Regions from separate parts of the Sus scrofa genome. Here region 1 is linked to region 2. A link is a contact called in public promoter capture Hi-C data. All regions are on one chromosome and are shown on one strand. The core of a region is the stretch at or near the end of the contact, and the rest is flanking DNA. Distances in the headings are between cores, read along the strand shown.

The links. Promoter capture Hi-C pulls out the DNA fragments that hold promoters and counts their contacts.
Region 1: a promoter capture Hi-C map of liver shows a contact between it and region 2, with 5 times the contacts expected there. The contact joins the promoter of FUK here to the enhancer-like site in region 2. A contact is called at or near these places in 3 of 5 promoter capture datasets (fetal liver and liver), 25 of 47 Hi-C or Micro-C datasets (alveolar macrophages, blood, embryonic fibroblasts and 12 more) and 2 of 2 datasets of contacts at active chromatin or transcription factors (alveolar macrophages and skeletal muscle).

The regions. Positions count from the first base shown.
Region 1 is chr6:13,469,685-13,473,155 of Sscrofa11.1, forward strand. It overlaps FUK (L-fucose kinase), which reads left to right and starts at 2,087. Exons shown (of 24, transcript XR_002344515.1): 1 at 2,087-2,462.
Region 2 is chr6:13,415,990-13,419,149 of Sscrofa11.1, forward strand. ST3GAL2 (CMP-N-acetylneuraminate-beta-galactosamide-alpha-2,3-sialyltransferase 2) reads right to left here. Exons shown (of 8, transcript XM_021093795.1): 3 at 2,852-3,160. Among named protein-coding and RNA genes, the nearest start is that of ST3GAL2, 39 kb to the right of the region's middle. Within about 2 kb of position 1,477, at least 26 of the 83 cell types and tissues checked have an H3K27ac peak or open chromatin away from gene starts, as enhancers often do. A contact at or near this core is called in liver, omental adipose tissue, retroperitoneal adipose tissue and 1 more, where this site is marked.

The sequences.
Region 1 (3,471 bases), core at 837-3,336, 54 kb after region 2:
CCCATGGCATAGGGAGGTTCCCAGGCTAGGGGTCAAATTGGAGCTGTAGCCGCCAGCCTACACCACAGCCACAGCAATGCCATATGTGAGCCGTGTCTGCAACCTACACCAAAGCTCACAGCAACGCTGGACACTTAACCCAATGAGCAAGGCCTGGGATCGAACCTGTATCCTCATGGATACTAGTCAGATTCATTTCCTCTGAGCCATGATGGGAACTCCCCAGAATGTTTTTTTAATGGCTCTGTCTACCGCAGACAGTGGGTCTATACACAGATAAACTACATGTGTTTGGTTTTTTTTTTTTTTTTTTTTGTCTGCTGCTGACAGATTTCACCAAGGGGTTTAGATTATTAAATAAACCTGTGAGTAACTTTGCTCGAGGCCTTGGAGCCACTCCTTCATCTGGCCCACATCCCTGCCCTAGGAGACAGGGTGAAGCCCTTCGCCTCCAGCTCCTTGGAACTCATTGTTTTCCTTGAGCTCCCACCAAAGCTGCAGCTGCAGGCATCCCTGCCTTCCACTCCACTGCAGAGCCAGGATCTGCATTGCTGAGTACAGCAGCAATGGGAGGCAGCTTATCACTTCCCTGGAGGCCTCCTGGGTTCACAGAAAAAAAGAGCAAGTGCTGAAGTGGGAGAAGAAGGATGGGACCTGGTGACGACGAGAGGGGATGACACCAGCGGTTGAGGACTGAAGGAAGAAGAGACGTTTAGGGGAGGAAGTAGGGTGGTGGGAGCTGAGGAGGGGATTGATCTTTATTCCTTCCTTCATTTAACATTATTTTAACTACCTGCAATGTCCTAGCCACGTTCTAGTGACTGAGGCTCCAAGAGAAAACAAACCACAGATCCTGCCTTAATGGGGCTACATGGGAATAATAACAACAATCATTGTAATAATGGCTAACATTTTTGGAGCATTTACTGTGGAGTCAAGCATTTACCTTTTATTGTGGCAGGGGGGTGGGGGGCAAGCCAGAGGCATGCAGAAGTTGCCAGGCCAGAGATCAAACCTACCCCACAGCAGCGACCCTGAGCCACAGGAGTGACAATGCCAGATCCTTAACCCAATGAGCCACCAGGCAACTCTAAGCAGTTACTTAGTTTATCCTCCTAGCAAGTTCAGGCATTTGATACTAGTATTTTTTTTTTTTTTGCATTTGATACTAGTATTAACACATTTTACAGATGAAGACAAAAAGACACAGAGTAGCCAAGTGACTGGCCAAGGTTACAGTTAGAGCAGAATCCCTCATCTTCTCTGAGACTGACCACTTGGGCCTCTCAGGCTCACCATTAACAACAGTAGATTTGGAAAGTAATTCTCATAAGAAAAATTCAAACAATACAAATAAAGCTCAAGTTCTCCCTGTTTATCTCCGTCCTTGGCAGTCTCCTTCCAGTCCTGTTCCTGTTCTTATGTCCTATGTGTCCAGATACATATTTATTTTTGTGGCTCTGCCTGCAACATGGGGAAGTTCCTGGGCTAGGGATAGAAGCCCAACCACAGCAGTGACAACGCTGTATTCTTTAACCCTAGGCCCTCACATACATTATTTTTGACATGAGTAGCTTCCCATGCATAATGTTCTGTTACAAACTGTGGCGAACATCTTTCTCTATGGTACCTACAGATTTAGCTCATTATTTCTGACTGCTGCATGGTATTCCATAGCATAGATGTGCCTAGTTTATTTTTCCAGTACCCTAGAAAGAGACAGAGGGAAAGATTCCAAATTTCCGCCACTACAAACAATACTGCCATTCATAACTTTTCCAGAAGATCCACAGATCTTCCCACTAGAGAGTTAGAAAGTTTCTACCGGAAACTTTCACGTGATGAACCCGCGAGAGCATGGCCAATTGCCAATCCAACCGTAGTCGCTCACGCTCGAACGACACTTGTGGCTTTTTTCCCCTCCCAGTTAGATTTTTTTTTTTTTTCTTCTTCTTCTCCCTCCTCTTCGTAGAAAAACCGCGGCCCCACGTCCGGGCCACGGGGTTGAACGAACAAACAAAATCCAAACCTGAAACCCGGAGTTCCGGAAAAAGAGCTTTGTCTTTAAGACGCACTCGTTCCTCTGGGAGTTGTAGTTTTGCTGCCCAGCGGAGCTCCCTTTTCCCCGTCACGCCCCTTCTCGAAGTGAAGACTCACTGCCCTTTAGGAAAGCGGTGCCCTGACCACCTCCGTTTGCCATTTGTGTTAGCTGAGAGGTCGTCTTTTGGGGGCGGACAAGCCAAGGCTGGAGGAGGGCTGAAACTACATTTCCCAGGGTGCTCAGCGAAGGCACACACAGCCTCGCCTTAAAAAGTCCCCTGCGCCGAGCGCCGGGAGGAGGCAGGTATGCTGTAGGTCCCTGTGGGTCCCAGCATTTGCACACCCCAGTACCGCAGCTGCTTCCCAGCCCACACTTTTGGACCCGCGGGGACTGAGCTGAGCCGCTGGCTGGTTTCTGATAGGTAATAGTTTCCGGGAGCTCTGCTGGCACCCCCGTCTCCTACTTGCTGTAGGGGGAGTCTGTATGGTCCCTCTATTCGCTGGTCTGGGTGTTTCTGGGGACGCCCAAGATTGGAACGACAGGCAGGTGGGGCGCTGGATGCCAGCGCTGGTGGTTGCTTTGAGGTCACTTCTCCTGCCTCAGTTTACCCCATCGGGGCTCGTCATTACCCACAAATCTCAATTATATGCCGTTTGTGTAATTTGCAATGCAATTTTACTCCCAGTCACCCTTACTCTGCCTGTTTTTCCTCCTAGAAGGCAAATCAGATCCCTTCCTGAGGCTGTTTTTTCCCTTTAAAGCTCTAAAGTGCAAAATCCATGCCCCACCTCTCTTCAAAAAGCAAATATGAAGAAGCCTTATTGTTTTATTCTGTTCCTGGCTCCCCTTCCCTGTCCTGATTTTGGCAGCGTGTGGCTGAGGACAGTAAAAACTATTTGAAATTGGCCTCAGTAGATTAAGTTCTGTTGGAAGTGTGCACAATATTGGAATAGAGGCCTGTATTCTCTAAGAGTTCTGTGCAGATGTCAGGTGTGACAGAGGGTAAAGACTCCAGGAGAGATGTCTGTTTCTACAGGCTAGGTAAGAATATGAACCTTGGAGTTAGTTGGACACCTGACCTACCTGTACTAGTTGTATGTGACCTTGGGCAGATGATTTCATTTCTTTAAGCTACTGTTCCCTGATGTACAATGTAAGTGTGGTAAAATTCAACTCATAGGGCCATTGAGTGGGTCACATGAGCTAATACTTCAGCGTGTCTTTGGTATAGTGCCCAGAAAAGACACTCTTTAAGCTACTGGTGCTATTCCATCTTTTGTGTTCTCAAAACACCCTTTAGGCTGATCTGGCAAGGCAGGCTACCTGGTCTTGGCTGATTTCTCCAGGCCTTCTCTGGGTTTTTTCTTCTTTAGGGGCATCTTTGACCCAGAGGGTATTTCAGAGCCTTCACTCCAACCTGCTTTAGGGTC
Region 2 (3,160 bases), core at 227-2,726:
TTCCCCTCCCTGCCCTCACCCTCCAGTGTCCAAGCAGCACACCCCGGGCTCTGTCATGGAGCAGGAATCCTCTCTGAGCAGTGAGAACCCTCCCCTCGTTCAAAAAAAAGGCATGGTCTCCCCATCCAAGACCAGACTGGTGCTCAGCTATCAGGAGCAGCGCCTTGGCCTGGTCAGACCTCAGGGGTCAAGGTTCTATTCAACACACTCTCCAGAGGCCTGCAGGCCTGTGCCCTGAAACAGAGGAACTTCCTGGGCTCATCAAGCATGTGAGGCCCTTGCTCTGCTGTTTCCCTGCAGCAGCTGAGTCTCAGAGCCATTTTGAGGTGGTTATATGCAAAGCCCCACCAAGCTTCGGGTGCTCATTCCCAATAGGCCTGCAGGGGGCACCCCTAGGACTCGGTCTGGAGCCCTGGAGGAAAAGGCAGAGAGGCACACATACACTTTCAAAGTCAGAATGGCTGGGATGAAACTGGTCCCCTGACACCACCAGTGAAGCAAAAGACCATGAAATATGGTCAGGAGAGAGCACTTAAATGCCCACAGTGCCAGGCAAGTAACAGGCAGGTGTGAAAAGGTAGGTGGGGCTTAAGGTAAGCAGCAGCCCCCATCAAAAAGGAGTGACTTCAGGAGTGCCCTTGTGACGCAGCAGGTTCATGATGCGGCATTGTCACTGTAACTGCTCAGGTTGCTGCTGTGGTGCAGTTCGATCCCTGACCCAGGAACTCCCACATGCTGCGAATGGGGCCAAAAATAAATAAACAAATAAACAAACCAAATGTTAAAAAAAAAAAGACGGGGAGTGACTTCAGCCAGTCGTTGCGCCTTGTGAGACTGCCCCCAGAAGGACTATATTTTCTAGCTGCTGAAAATACAGATTTTGTATAAAATTATTAAATTCCTAAACTATGGTAACTACTGCAAATAGTTTAAAAACATTGAGCTGGACCTGGCCCCCAGGTCACCAGTCTGTAAGGGCTTTAAAATGAGAGTTCCCATCATGGTGCAGCAGAAACAAATCCCACTAAGCATGAGGTTGCGGGTTTGATCCCTGGCCTCGCTCAGTGGGTTAAGGATCTGGCATTGCCGTGAGCTGTGGTGTAGGCTGGCAGCTGTAGCTCCAATTAGACCCCTAGCCTGGGAACCTCCATATGCCGTAGGTGCGGCAATAAATAAATAAATAAAAATTTTAAAAATGCTCTGTGGTCCAAGCTGTAATAGGAGCTGGTCAGGGAACAGAAACCATGGAGAGGACAGGGTGGGTCTACTCCTCTGTCTGTTCTCTGAGCACAGGAAGGGCTCCACCACAAGAACATGAATTCAGTGTGGAGAAAAAGCTTAGCCCTGAGACAGGAATTTCTAAGTTGATAACAAAAGGAAGTGACTGGAGAGCAGCAGAAAAGTGGCTTCTGGTGCTTAAACACGCTGGTGCTTACACAGTCCTGAGTTCCCTCCCTGTGAGCGGGGGCCTGGCCTGCCCCTCAGTCTATCCCTGCCTTTGGTGGCTACCACTGAAGACTCTGACCATTAGCCCTGGGCACTCTCTGAACCTTGATTTTCCCCATAAAATGAATACTGTGACTATGAGCAACAGACGGGATCCTTAAGGGCTCTAAGTTCTCATGGGAGGAGTCTGTGGGGCTCCTGGTGACCTCTACTCTGTAAACTTCCCCTCCTTAGGGACTCTGCCAGTCTTGGCCAGGAAGCAGGATCTGTGAGTTACTCTGATAACCGTGATCGCACATCATCCTCACAGCTGCTCTAAATGTGAGAGAAAGGGGAAGCCGTCACCCTCTCCATTTGCCAGCTAGGGAAACCAGGGACCAGGAGCTGCCTTTTAAGTCGCCCAGTGGGGAATGCCAGCAGCATGCAGGCCCCTGGATTAAGTACTGAAATACCTCTGATGCGTGGCAACCAGATGGCCCTGGCACAGTCTGGGGAGTGATGCTCCAGAGATGACAGGGACAAGGTGAAGGGAATTAAAGTAGCAGAAAGGTGCCGAGATACAGAACAGCAGGGAGGCTTCGGCATACTTGTCCCCTCATGCCCCGCCCCTGCTGCTTAGCCCCCAGAGGAGGTGACAATGCTTATGTAACCCAACCCAGAAGAAAGTATTTTCCAGCAATTGTAAAGAACCAAGTGAATGGCATGGCGCTTAAAATTATTTTGAGCAAATATTTACAAATTAGGATACTTAGAAAAAAAATTGGGACTCCTTTTTTTTTTTGTTTTTGTTTTTTGGCAACCCCGTGACATACGGAGGTCCCAGGCCAGGGATCAGATCCAAGCCGCAGTTGTGACCTAGATCCTTTACTGTGCTAGGCCAGGGACAGAACCTATGTCCTGGCACTGCAGAGATGCCACCAATCCTGCTGTGCCACAGCAGGCACTCCAGGGACATTTGGGTTCTCTTACAGGGTCAGAGGATCCAGCAGTGATGGGCTGCCTTTCTGCATAGCAACAATCACTGGAGTTGTGTGGCTGCCTCCTTTATAAAGGGAAGGACTTCATTCCATGGGCATGGTCCTCACTTGTAGCCATCTTCCCCCTGGGGACCTGCTTCTCCTATCTATTTTACCTCCCTGACTTTGCAGGTATTTGTGGTCTATATTTGGCTCCTATAGGCACTAGAAAATACTAGTCCTCTCTCCTTCCAAGCCAAAGCTCACTAATCTATGAGCTTCAGAATCTATGATCCTAATAGCTGGCTCTGGTCCAGGGAACCTCACACTTTGTTAAGGCTCTGGGGGCAAGAAGACAGCCCAAATCCAAGAAGGGGCTTTAACAGGGGGGACAGACCCTTAAAGAGGGGGCAGCAAAGGGGAAGCCGGAGAGACCGTGTCTTTCTCACCATCCACCATCTCTGGACATCCGGGGGCAGATCCATGTTCTCTCGGGTCCAGACGGGGGAAATGTTGCTGTTGAAGTGGCTATCAAACCACTCAGAGGCGCCGGCATCACCCATGCAGCGGCGGCAGGCACAGCTCTTGCCGGCGAGCCCCTCCTTGCTAAGGCGCTGCAGGCCGGCATAGCCGGGCACCAGCTTCACCCGGTGGGTCCCACCCAGGGCGCCCGAGTCTAGGTAGGGCACGGTGGCCATGCTGTGGTGGGAGTAGGTGAAGAGCAGTGACATGATGAACACCAGCAGGAAAACCACGGA